Regions from separate parts of the Oryctolagus cuniculus genome. Here region 1 is linked to region 2. The links are chromatin contacts, called in public Hi-C maps. All regions are on one chromosome and are shown on one strand. Each heading gives the region's core, a stretch centred on a gene start, on an enhancer-like site or on the middle of the called end of the contact. The rest is flanking DNA. Distances are from core to core; before and after follow the strand shown.

Region 1 (6,686 bases), core at 2,497-4,996, 190 kb before region 2:
AAAGGGAGAGAACGACCCAACATAGGAAGCGAGATATGCAGCAGACCCATAGAATGGCAGATATCCTAAACAGCACTCTGGCCTCAGAATCAGCCCTTAAGGCACGTGGATCTGGCTGAAAAACCCATGAGAGTATTACAGGCATGGAAAGCCAAAACACTCTGGAAAAAAAAAAAACACCTAAATGAAAGATCTCCGCAAGTGAGATCCCAGTGAAAAGAACAGGTCATCAAAGAAGGAGGTACCTTTCTCTGAAGGGAGGAGAGAACTTCCACTTTGACTATGACCTTGTCTAAATAAGATCAAAATCAGCGAACTCAAAAGGCTTCCACAGCCTTGGCGACTCATGACAAGAGCCTAGGGTGATTACTGATGCCATAAACAAGAGTGTCAATTTGTTAAGTCAACAACAGGAGTCACTGTGCACTTACTCCTCATGTAGGATCTCTGTCCTTAATGTGCTGTACATTGTGATTTAATGCTATAACTAGTACTCAAACAGTATTTTTCACTTTGTGTTTCTATGTGGGTGCAAACTGTTGAAATCTTTACTTAATATATGCTAAACTGATCTTCTGTATATAAAGAGAATTGAAAATGAATCTTTATGTGAATGGAAGTGGGGAGGGAGAGGGAAAGGGGAGGGTTGCGGGTGGGAGGGAAGTTATGGGGGGGGAGCCATTGTAATCCATAAGCTGTACTTTGGAAATTTATATTCATTAAATAAAAGTTAAAAAAAACACACTTGCACATGTGGAAAAGGAGACCTAAAAGTATAGCCTTTTTGTAAAGGTGAAAAATTGAAGACAGTGTAAATGCTCATTAGTTGGGGAAGAAAAGTAAAGTTTAGAATATGTCTCTAGAGGAATATTAAAGAATAAAATGAATAAAATATTTAAAAAAGCAACCTGCTAATCTTTAACACTAAGCAAGAAAAACAAAACACCTTAATTAGAGATATGTTTGTATATTTCAGGATTCTTCTAATGCCTTCTATAAGCCATCGTCCCACCCTTACTATAGTTTCTCATTATTGGCACTATTAATATTTGGGCCAGAGTCATTCTTTATTGTTGGGGGTCATCAGGTACACTGTAGGATATTTAGTAGCATCCTGACCTCTATGTACTAGATTTCAGTAGCAGCTCCTTAGCCCTCTAATTATGATAATCAAATTTTCTTCACATTGACAAATGTCCCTGGCAGGGAAAATCAACCCCAGCTGAGAACTACTGTGTCACTAGAAGCTCATCCCAATCATAAAATACTTACCAAGTACTTTTACGCATATTATTACTGCAGGTTAATCTGATATAGCATTTTAATTTCTGAAAATTTTCCCTGCTTGTTTATCTCACATCCCATCTCTCTAAAATCTTTCACTAGCTGGTATCTGCCTACAGAATTAAGCACAATTCCATAATCTCTGTCTAGATTGTCCTTACTGTAGGTGTGGGAGATACTCTAGGCTCTTCCTCTACAAACATCTACATTTTTTTTTTATTTATTTTTTTTATTTTTGACAGGCAGAGTGGACAGTGAGAGAGAGAGACAGAGAGAAAGGTCTTCCTTTGCCGTTGGTTCACCCTCCAATGGCCGCCGCTGCAGCCGGCGCACCGCGCTGATCCGATGGCAGGAGCCAGGATCCAGGTGCTTTTCCTGGTCTCCCATGGGGTGCAGGACCCAAGCACCTGGGCCATCCTCCACTGCACTCCCTGGCCATAGCAGAGAGCTGGCCTGGAAGAGGGGCAACCGGGACAGAATCCGGCGCCCTGACCGGGACTAGAACCCGGTGTGCCGGCGCCGCAAGGTGGAGGATTAGCCTATTGAGCCACGGCGCCAGCCAAACATCTACATTTAATATGCTCAGTTCCACCCGAAGAGACACCAAGCGTCTCAATGATCATGCTCAAGATCTTTCCTATTTGTGTGTCTTTGTTCTACTGTTTTTCTCATTGGTAGCAACTGATATTCCTGCCTTTTTAAACTTGGCCCTTTGAAGTTCATCTCAAACACCACTCACTCACTCAAGCCTTTCCTACTCCTCTAACCTTAAATTAACCTCTTCCCCTACCCCCCAAGTATCCATTGTTTGTATTTTTCATTCTATATTTATAATGCCTACTAAAGATTTTTTGAATATTTATGTCTCTCCAATTATGTTTTAATTTGAAAAATCTTGAAATTTGTATAATTGGCTTTGTCAGCTATGTCGTATCAGCATAAAATAGGAAGCATAGTATTTAAAAACACAGATTTGGGCACATCAAACAGGCTTTCTTTCACTTGTTGTTTATGTGCTAACTAAGCAGCTGTGTAACTGCTCTGAGGCTTGACATCATCTAAAAATGAGAATATTAAGAGTATCCACCTCCCGCCCTCGTTGCAAGAATTCAGCAACAATCTACATAAAGTGCTCAGCACAGGGTCTGACATACAATCACATGGCCTTCTTTGTATTATCACACAAAGTAAGCACACAAAGGTTTGCTTGATTAAACTGAAGGAGGAATTCTAGCTATATAGACAAAGATGGAAAGGGAAATATTGCATTAGGTGAGACCCTGGGTAAACATTGTGGTACAGCAAGTTAAGCAACCACTCAGGAATGCCTGCATCCCATTTCAGAGTGCCAGTACCAAAGTCCCTGATCCTCTGCTACTGATACAGCTTTCTGCTAATGCATCCTGGGAGTAGCGAATGATGGTCAAAGTACTTGAGTTCTTGCCACCCATGTGGGAAGCCTGGATTGAGTTGCATACTCCTGGTCTTGGCCTTGCTCAACACTGGCTTTTGTGGGCATTTGGGGAGTTGAACCAGTAGATGGAAGGTCTCTGTCTCTGTCTCTCTTTCTCTCTTGTGCTGCCTTTCAAGTAGGTGAAAAATTAAATTAACCATTAAAAAAGGCCCCATGTCAAATGCCTAAATTAGAGAAAAGGTCCAGAGGGTTGTGTATTGTTGAACGTGGATTTCCTGGCCTCATATAAGGTCTGTTACAGGGCAGATGCTTAATAATTATTGGTTGCCCTCATTGTAGCTGATGAATAAGGTACCATATTTATGTGGCAACTTTGAGGACAGAGAAGACAGACCAGAGAGCAAAGAAAGGTCATTGTCCACCAGATTCTGTGCTGCTGTTAATATTTCACATCATGATAGAAAATTGGCCTGATTGTCTGACTGCAGCACAAGCCAACATGTCTTCTAATATCTCGACTAGAGAGCTTGCCGGAGGTGGGCTTAAGTAGGTTTACTGAGGTATATGCCATGGAAGGAAGAATGAGTACACTTCTGAAAACACATTTATATAACACTGGGTACAGCTTAATCAGCTCTTAGGAACAAAATGAGTGGCAACAGCATGTTGTAGTAGGCTCAGTCCGTACACTCCCATCAAAAGCTTTTCTTGGGTACTTTAAGAAAAAAGTTATATTAAAAACAAAAAGTAATGGGATTCCCAGACAGAAATCTGTGTTTAAATGGCATTAAAGCTGTGGTTCAAATCAACAAAAGCCAGGAAATCCAAAGTTAACCTTTATCCAGACTGTTATACCATTTTTTCCAACTCTGTGTGTGCCTGTGAGCAGCCCTCCCTTTGAATTTCCTGGCTCTGGCAACCAAAATCCACAAGTCGCTTTGAATTACAGCACTCTGGGTCTGCTATTTAATGGGGCTATACCCTGAGGATATATGCTTACTTACAAAGGCTTTTATGTGTAGTCACTGCAAATCCAGGAGTCATGAACCTGGTATTTTTTCTTTCAAGCTCTCAGGATCCCCATTTATGCCTAATTGTTGAGTCCTTTCTTATATTCAGATAAAAAGACTTGCTAACTTTTAGGCTGCTAACATTGGTAAAGTGTAATATTACAGTTTATAAGTTACAGTTATAATTCAAGTGCATCTTTAAGTGTTGTCTTCTCTTTTTCCCCAGACACGGCGATGACTTGATTGTAACTCCTTTTGCTCAGGTGTGTATCATGATGGCCCTGGCTTGCTCTCACTCTGTCTCTTGGTGTGGTTTCTAAGTGTGGTTTCTGAAACTGGCCACTTGCATCCTCTGTTTGTCCCTAACTATTTGAAACATTTTCTTTATAGGTCCTTGCCAGCTTGCGAAGTGTTAGAAACAACTTCACTCTGCTGACAAATCTTCATGGAACATCCAACAAGTAAGCATTGACCTTGGGCAGGGTTAGGAACCCCTTCCATAATGGCAAAAGAGGTTGAACAGCATTGAAAGAACAGAAACAACCCAACATTGAATAGAGATTTGTCCTCCAGCTAGGATACACAATGAAAACAGAATGGAGCATCTATATTGTTTTAAAACTGGTAAGGCATTAGGAATTATCTAGTCTGGAACTTATTAATCATTATACTCTTAACATTTTGAACACAATAAGAGTTAAACAAATGAAAGAATGAGATTAGGATTTTATTGTTGTTGACTTTTATATTTGCCATGTTGGCCATTATTGAACACAAATTCTATTACAATTCTTCTTGAATAAGTTATTAATGAATTCAGAAATTTAAAATTAAAATTAAGGGTACCAAAAAGTTCAACTCCAAGGTGCATATTTTTTGTCACATATAAACAGGTTTATGCAGTTTGAGGAGTAAGAGAGGGATTGTCTTCTCCTCTGCCCCCAAATGTATGACCTTTTTCATTTCTGTTGGCATTGCTGATCTTCAGTCTCTTCATTTGTAACATAAAGGGTTGGAACTTGACATCGTCTGCAGTAAATGTCTCCTCCAAAACAGTTCTAAGCTATGAAACCTAACCCAAGTGCTACACAGTTCATGCTGCTGCATGTGAAAAGATCATAGTAGGGGTCGTAGGGCCATAGAATACATGATCCCGGGAGGGATGGAGAAGGTCTTTTGACACATTGATTCAACCTCCTCATTTTACAGGAGGAAAAACTCTAGCCCTCAGGAACCCAGAAATTGGCTTACAACCATACCATAAGTTAGAAACCCATGGGGGCCCAAACCTCAATCTCCTGGTTTATCAGCCAATGCCCACTATGGAGTAACCTATCCCTTCACATCTGTGAATTGTTAATCAGTCCTCTATTTTGCTACATTCAAATTTTGATAGAGTGAGCTTGTTAAAAGTGGGAGTGCACCCTGCTTTGAATGCTTACTTCTTTTTTTCACCATCCTATAACTGGGCACTAAGCATTCTTGTGACATACCCTATTGGACTGGTATCTCCTCCTCTAAACTATCATTCAAACTTCAATCCCAGTGAACTTTCTACCATGTTGTTTAACCGTGTCACTCTCAGGCTCACAGCACTGAAGCAGTCCACCCTTATTAGTAAGATAAAGTTTAAATGCTGAAGTCTGACACCCAAGGCAGCTCATGACCCAGTTCCAGTTGATTTGATTAATAGTGCATTATATTATATTTGATTATATTTGATGCAATGCACAGAGAATTCCTGACCCAAAATTCTCTAAAATCCAAAATCCAAAGATGTTGAACACTGATATGATACCACAAGTGGAAAATTCCACACTGACCTCATGTGACAGATCACAGTCAAAATGAAGATGCATGAAAAATACTGTACAAAGCTATTTTCAGACCATTTTGCATAAGGTATATATGAAACACATATGAATGTCATGTTTAGATTTGGGTCTTAATCCCAAAATATCTCATTGTATATGTTCAAATACTCCTGCATGAAAGGAAATCCAAAGTCTAAAGTACTATCAGCCCAAACCCTTCAGATAAAGAACAGTCAACCTGTGTATGAAAACTAGAAGCTTGTCTCAGCTTCTTTTGAAGTGGTTACTCCTATTATTCATTTATTAATTAATTCACCTCACAAGTATTTGTTTAGTATGTGCTATTCATTTATGCATGCATGTATGCATTAAACAAATATTTTCTGAACAGCTACAATATACCAAGAACTAGTAATATAATAGTGACCAAAACGGACAGGTAGACAAGTTCTCTGCAACATTCTAATAGGAAGTACCTGGGTATATGGCGGTGAATATCAGGCCAGGTCTGTAGCTACAAAAGATTATTTTCAACAACCATGTTCTGGTTGTTCTCTACATGTTCTCTTCTCCATCCAAATTATGGACTTACTGTTCTGTCTTTCTAAAATTTCTCTTTCCACCTGCCAACCTCTGCTTAGCCAAATCCTGATTGTCTTTGTGACTCATCTCAATTACCATGTTCACAAGGTGTTTTCCCTGACCCCACCAAGCTTGGCTGAATGGGCTTCATTTGGCCCCGGAGCACTCTGCCAACCTCTCCACAATCTTTTATGGATTCCTGTCCACAGTAGACTGTGTGCCCCTTAGGAGCAAGACATGTGTTTATTTGCAGAATACGTGACATGTAGTTTGAACTCTCTACATATTCATCAGACCTGTGAATTTCTAAATAAAAAAGTATTGAAAGAACTACCAATCATTTAGGAAAGTGTGTTTCTTAGGAGTGATACCTTTTCTATACCCACTTTTTTTTTTCTTTACAGAATATGGCCTCTGGACCCATATTTACAGGTTCAGTTTTACCACTTTTAAACTATATAGTCGAGCAAGTTAATTACCTTCTCAGTAACTCAGTTTGCTAATCTGTAAAATAGGGCTGTTGTTTGGATTAGAGGGATTGATACTTGCAAAGCACTTAAAATAGGATCCAGTAGAGTAAAT
Region 2 (6,817 bases), core at 744-3,243:
CTTTGTAATTTAAGACAAGTTAAGTATGATACAGTGTCACAATAGGATTAACTATACCAATATGCCTATTTTACAGGTTAAAAACAACACTGCCCCTCAGAAAGGATCGCTTTTTAAAATTCATATAATGTTAAATCTCTAAATTTCCATTTCTTCAAAATGAGTGTAATAGTATCAACTCTACCTTTCTCACAAAATTTGTACGGAGCTCAAATAGGAAAATACAGATGAGAGTATACAGTGGCATTTGATATAGATTTCAGAGGCCCCCCCAACCTTCTCGTTTTGTGTGAGTAAAATGATAGTAATCATTCTCCCACATACATACTCTCCATACAAATACACCTATAATATAGCACACATATATGTAAGATTTATTTAAAAATTTATTTATTAAAAATTTCTTGAGAAGAAAAAGATTAACTTGGATAAGAATGAACTCTGTTATGTGATGTCCTGAAGCCAGGTCCCTACTACAACTGCTGAGAGGTTCTCCAAGCGAGCTCACCACAGCCCACGTCCAGAAAGGCTGTCACTAGCACACTGTGTCTATTCTGTTCCGCCATCTGCCTCGCCTTTACTGGGGAGCAGGGGGTGGGCATCCAGCACAAATATGTCTAACCAGGTCGTCCCAAACAAAGGGAGCCTGAGCTGGCATTTAGATTTGGGGTGCAAAGCAAAGGGGCTAAAGGCGCAGAGGGCTGGGAGAGTTTGTGACTGGGCGATTTCCACTCAGGACAGGGTTATTTTATATATAAATGGGTTGCATTCATTTAAGGACAAATCCAACCTCCCTTCTCCCAGTTTCAGAATAGATAAATGTGGAACACAGTAGAGAGGGAAGAGAGAAGATTTTTGCATATTTGTTCTGGTTTTTGGAAAATTTTTTTTTTGGACAGGAAGAGTTAGACAGTGAGAGAGACAGAGAGAAAAGTCTTCCTTCCATTGGTTCACCTCCCAAATGGTTGCTACGGCCGGCGCGCTGCGCTGATCCGAAGCCGGGAGCCAGGTGTTTGTCCTGGTCTCCCATGCAAGAGCAGGGCGTAAGCACTTGGGCCATCTTCCACTGCACTCCCAGGCCACAGCAGAGAGCTGGACTGGAAGAGGGGCAACCAGGACAGAACCGGCGCCCCAACCGGGACTAGAACCCGGGGTGCCGGCGCCACAGGCAGAGGATTAGGCTAGTGAGCTGGGGCGCCGGTCTGGAAGTAATTTTCCAATATGAACACTATAAACAAGAGGTATCCTAGAGAAATTAGATTTTCTACTTTAAAAATTTATATTCCTCTCACTTTTTTGGCAATGTCCACATTATATAACACAATCAAGCTATCGGGGCTTATTCTTGTTTCAGTATTCTCAGTAAGATAATCCCAAGGGGCTTGTTAAATGCAGACCTGTGGGCAGTTACAGAAATCCTTGCACAGGTCATTTAAACAAGCTCTCAATGCGACTCTCGGACCAACTGAATTTGGAAAACACTGCATACCCTTCAAGCATCTGTAGCCATTTCTGCTTTCGCCTGATAAACTAATCTGTTATTTTTAATGCTCAGATCGCTCTAGGCTTTCAAGGTCACCAAGATCTGGTGTCTAGGATAGCACTCAGACAAAGAAATTAGACGAAGCATTTCCAGCAAAAATGGAAATAAGCCCTCATGCTTCCTATCATAAATCTTCACTCTTCTGTCTTCTTGCTTCAACTTTCTCCACAAACACACAGCAGCAGTAAAATACACCTATTTTTAAAGTTCTATTCTTATGCGCCCCGAAGCTTAAGAAACAGTGCCTTCCTTGTGGTCGGCGCTGCACAAGCCAATGTCTTTGAGTAGTAGGCGAGGCTCATGAGGAATTTGTGGTGAATCGTCAATGGGAGGAAGGAAGAGGGGGAGAAAAAATAAAGACAAGAAATGAAGACGCTACAAGGGTGTGGTGCCAGGAGTGAAAAGAGTTAGGTACCGGTCCAGCTCTTTCATGAACTTACTGTGTGACCTGAAGTGAATCATGCCACTCTCAGGGCCAGAAGGTACTCACATAAGATAAACAACAACAACAAAAAGCAGAACTCTCCAGCACACATGTGGTGTCACACTAGTGTGTCACACATGGCTTACAGAAGTGTCTCTTGCCAAAAAGGAGCCTCATCACAGTTTTCTTGGTGAGTGGTCTGGACAGTGGAAAAGCCCTAGGACTATCTTGATAGTCCCCAGAGAAGGCAGTGAGTACCGTGGGCCACATCTACCATGCATTGCTCCGTCACTGTGCCTTGCATGCAGCCAGGAAGGTGTGCTAGTGCCTGGGTGTCCCAGCAGCCGGCCACAGCATGTACCACTAGCTGTCCTAGATAAGGTCTGAGGACCACTAGGGAAGACTGGAGCCACGTGCCCAGAATTTCAGAGCTCAGCCCAGTATGCAGCTAGCTGGGGATGAAGGAGTGAGGAAGCATAGCAGGGCCCCAGAATTCTGATAGCCCCAAATCTCTGTCTCTGTGTATATCACAGACTCTGGTCCACCTGCAGCAGATGGACAAGATGTACATTAGGTGAACTTCACAAGCTGTAGCGCAACTACTCTTACAATGTATATGCAATATGCAATGTAGACCTTAGCAGGAAACACACACAAGTTTGAATCAGAAATGTTTTTGCTTTATCATAAAAAAAAACATTGATTTGCCTGTATAAGAAAAGGATGAGCTACAATATTCTTTAATTTCAAATGATGCAAATCTACAAATGGCTTAAATTTTTTTCTCATCTGCTTTTGGGAATGCGAGTTCCTGTTGACAGATACCACTGGGACTTTGAAGCACTCGTTAGAAGTCTTCACCAGTGTTGTTTATAGCTATCTGGAGCATGAGATCTGATGGTAAAAAAAGTAGGTCAGTGGCAATCATTTCAATTTTCTCATTTAAAATTTTATTTTAAACTTATGTGAATTTTATGTTTCCCTAAGTATTTTGTTATTTTATTTTTCTTAATATATTACTTGAGGTGTGTCATATCACTCTCATACCTTTAAGTGTAGAAATACAAATCTTAATGATTTTTACCCAATGTTATGAACAACTGTAGGATCTCCTATAGTTTATCTTTTATCATATACAAATATTTCTATTAGCTATGTGATCAAGATGTAACAATGGTGGGGAGCAGTACTTTAAGGCACTGATTCTCAACTGGGGGATACCCCCCATCCCTGGGGAACATTTGACAATGTCTAGAGATAGTTGGTTTTTACCACTAGAGATATGCTCACTGGTATGTAAAGAGCAGAGACCAAAATGATGCTAAATACCTTACAACACCCAGGAGAAATATCTATAAAAAGAATGATGGGACCCAAAGTGTCTTAGTGCCAGGATAGGAATGTATTGCAGGGCTCTTCTCATCCCACTGTTCTGAGTTCTAGGTGTATAATTAGAAGGGTCGAGTTCAGAGGATGTGATCAGCAATAACAGATGTGGCCAGGAATGGCCAGTCATTATCTCCTAACACCGTCTTTAAGAGCAGACCCAGTAGGCAGGGAAAGGATGAGTGGAATACCAGTGGTCTGCTAGGACTCAGACTATGGTTATTTGCTGGAGGTGGCTTTCAAACAACAACTGGCACTTTCACTGCTACAACCTTGGTGCCTGTAAGAGAGCACCTTTTCTTCCTGTCTTCCTAATTCAGAGTTCCATATTCTGGAAATGATGTGTTTGTTCCATTGCACTGTGATTTTTCAACAACTGTGCTCTCTCTTGACTGTGTTCTGTATCTCTTCGTGATTAGCTCAGGTGGGCTGAGTGTCTGAACAGGCAGGACTTGCACTAAGCAGCTTTTCAACTCATTCCCTTCTCTTCTCCACCCACGGCAGTGTTCTTGAAAGTCAAAGCTATCTTCTCTTCTGGTGTTAATACTCTACTTCCGAGGCTCAAAAAATCTCCCAGATCCTCTTTCTCTGCTGCACATACCTTTTTTTTTTCTTTCTCAGCATTTCAGAATGATGAAAGTGACTGATGATGATACCAGTTCAGGTAGCCATATCATTTATCAATACGGCTCTTACCACTCCTTCAGTCAATTTTACAACAGATTCACATCTGCCACCTGATACCAAGAGTAGGCTGAATGGAGCATTAGGTATTTTTATTTATTCCGGTACTTAATTGAGGATGGGTAATTCTATTATGGCCTGTTCATGACTGAAGAAAAATCAATAGGCTCAGGAATTTGTGGTATAAGTTTAGTCTTGTCAGTCATTTGAGCTTTACTTTGCTCCTATATAAATAACAACAAGGAGGCCACTGGAATTCTTTCCAACTTAAAAAAAAAAAGAAATAGTCCTGAGAAATTTTAAAAATTTTATTAGTAGTAGGAAGCGCAGACTCTTGTGGTACTGACTTGTTAATGTGTCATTTCTACTGAAATGGGGAAGTTAGTTTTTACAGTTGGATTCAGGAAGTGGTTTACATCCTCCGGAGGGTTTGGAGTCCCTGGAAGATTATGGTCTTCGATGTGACTTGTGATAGCACTTTAGTGTTGGCAAAACCAAAGCATTAATTTATTAAAGGGATATGTGTTAGGTTTGTAGTATGTTCTTTATGTCCAATAATGTCTGTTTCTCGGTTGAAAAGGAGCAAAATGAGGCATCCAAGGGTTAAATGGACTAGTGAAGACAATCCCACAGTTTTGACCAGCGAGGAAGGAGAAGGCCAGTAGAACATAAGAGAAGCTATGTCTAAAACAGTGAAAACCTCTCAATTCTCAAAGCCATGATTTGAATACTTACTAAGAACTTTTCTGACTAAAAACGCAACTGCTTATATCAGATATTCATTATTACTTATCTTGCTAAATTGTAGTGTTACGCTATTGATCATAAAAGGAGGGATAAGTTAATGTTTTATTTTGGTAGTACTTGTTTCACTGTCCTGATTGTTTGAAATGCCACCTGAACTCTTCCTTGCACTTGTGAATCATTCTCACTTAGTGGACAACACGCACTGCTTCTCCATGGTATAATACCTCATTTAATTTCCTTCCTCTTTCTAACAGAGAGTTGTGTTATTACACCGAAGTTCAACTCAGGATGAACATTTGCACTGCAGAGACTTGAGAGTCTGGGAAAGGAAATACAGCCTGTTGATGTGCGGCCTAGCAGCCTCCCTTCTATCTTCTTTCTCCAAGCAGCCTTAAGTGCATTCCAGTAAGTAACCCCCTACATTCAGGCCCATGTTTGCAGCCCAGTGCACCTCAGAACTCTCAACACTTCCAAATCTTTTAGGCTTTCTAATTGTTTGGTGTTCCTGGCTTGGAAGGTTCATGACCACATCCTTAAGTTTCCTTTTATTGCATTTACCTTAGACTGTGGTTCACTAATTGGGTATGTGGGCATTTAACCAAAAAAGTCTGGTGTTTTCCACACAGTAAGACACAATCAGAAATGTGTTTCAAGAATATGCTCCAGGTTCCGTTCTAGTTAAACCTCTACATCCTCATTTGATATTGTCAGTCTTTTCCATATCTAACTGGACAGATGTGTAGTGATAGGTCATTGTGGTTTTAATGATCATTTTCCCAATAGCTGATGATTTTGAGTGTGTTTCCAAGTTCTTAGTTTCCACACATACAGAGTTTTGGTGAAAGTCACATATGCACAAAACTTGCAAATCTGCCATCTTCTTCTATTAGCCTGAGCCTGTCCTTCCTTCTTTCAACAGCATTTTCAAAAGAGCACAAGTGTGTATGAGATACATAAAATTTGTTCCCTTTATGTAAATTTAAAAAGTAAAAAAAAGCACCAATGTTAAATTTCGAAGAAGTCTAAATTACCATTTTTTTTCTATTTTGTGGATTGTGCTTTGATGGAATATTTAAGAAGAGTTTGCCTAACCCCAGATCACCTAAGTGTTCTCTATTCTCGAGGTTGTGTAACTTTAGGTTTTAAAGTGAAGTCTGTGGTCCATTTTTGAATATTGTGCAAGGTATGTATCAAACTTCATTTCCTTCCATATGGATATTCAACTATTTGCATACTATTGGTTGAAAAAGATCATCTCTTCACAGATTTTTCTTTATACTTTCTTCAAAAGTCGGTTGTTGGGTATTTGTGGTCTATCTCTGGACCCCCAATTCTGATCTGTCAATCTGCCTGTCTTCATGTCAGTACCATACTCTTTTTTTAAAAAAGTTTTTTCTGTGAAAAGCACTGGGACAGAAAAGGAGGGGACAGAGAGGGAAAGAAACCTTCTATCCACTGGTTCCCTCCTCAAATGGCAGCCACAGGTGGGGCTGGGCCAAGCCAAAGCCAGGAAGCCAGATCTCCATCTGAGTCTCCCAAGCGGGTGGCCAGGGCGCAAGCAATTGGGCCACCTCCCATTGTTTTCCCAGGCACGTGATCATAGGACTGGGTTGTAAGCAGCACAGCCGGTACCCCAGCTGGTGCTCTGCCACAGGATGCCAGTGTCACAGGTGGGGCTCAATCTGCTGCCCTACAACTCTCGTCCCTCAGATTTTCTTGATTTCTGGAACTTGTGGTGCTACTCTTCCAACTTTGCTCTTCTTCCAATTTGTTTTGACCATTCCCATTATTTCCATTTCCATTGAACGTGACGGCCAAATGACTGATTTCTACCACACCTGCCCAGGAGGCCGCGAGGCTCCTCTGGGGCTCCTTTTCCCTGTGTTGCACCTGGATACTCTCAAGCCAATAAGCTGGGGCAGTGGGCTCAGCACATCTGTTTCCCATCTTCTAAGTATCTTGTCCTTCATTGCCTGAAGCTGAGAGTCTCGGACAACATCGTTTAACATATTTCATATTTGCTGTTGTTGTTC

The links. Hi-C and Micro-C count contacts between places; a contact is called where the count stands out from the background.
Region 1: a contact with region 2 is called in a Hi-C map of embryonic fibroblasts, with 4 times the contacts expected there. The contact joins two enhancer-like sites. A contact is called at or near these places in 5 of 6 Hi-C or Micro-C datasets (ear pinna, embryonic fibroblasts, psoas muscle and 2 more).

What each region holds. Positions count from the first base shown.
Region 1 is chr7:106,322,666-106,329,351 of mOryCun1.1, reverse strand. PDE4B (phosphodiesterase 4B) reads left to right here. Exons shown (of 17, transcript XM_017346216.3): 5 at 3,935-3,971; 6 at 4,099-4,169. Among named protein-coding and RNA genes, the nearest start is that of SGIP1, 290 kb to the right of the region's middle. Within about 2 kb of position 3,746, at least 1 of the 8 cell types and tissues checked has an H3K27ac peak or open chromatin away from gene starts, as enhancers often do.
Region 2 is chr7:106,135,122-106,141,938 of mOryCun1.1, reverse strand. No RefSeq gene overlaps it. Among named protein-coding and RNA genes, the nearest start is that of SGIP1, 100 kb to the right of the region's middle. Within about 2 kb of position 1,993, at least 1 of the 8 cell types and tissues checked has an H3K27ac peak or open chromatin away from gene starts, as enhancers often do.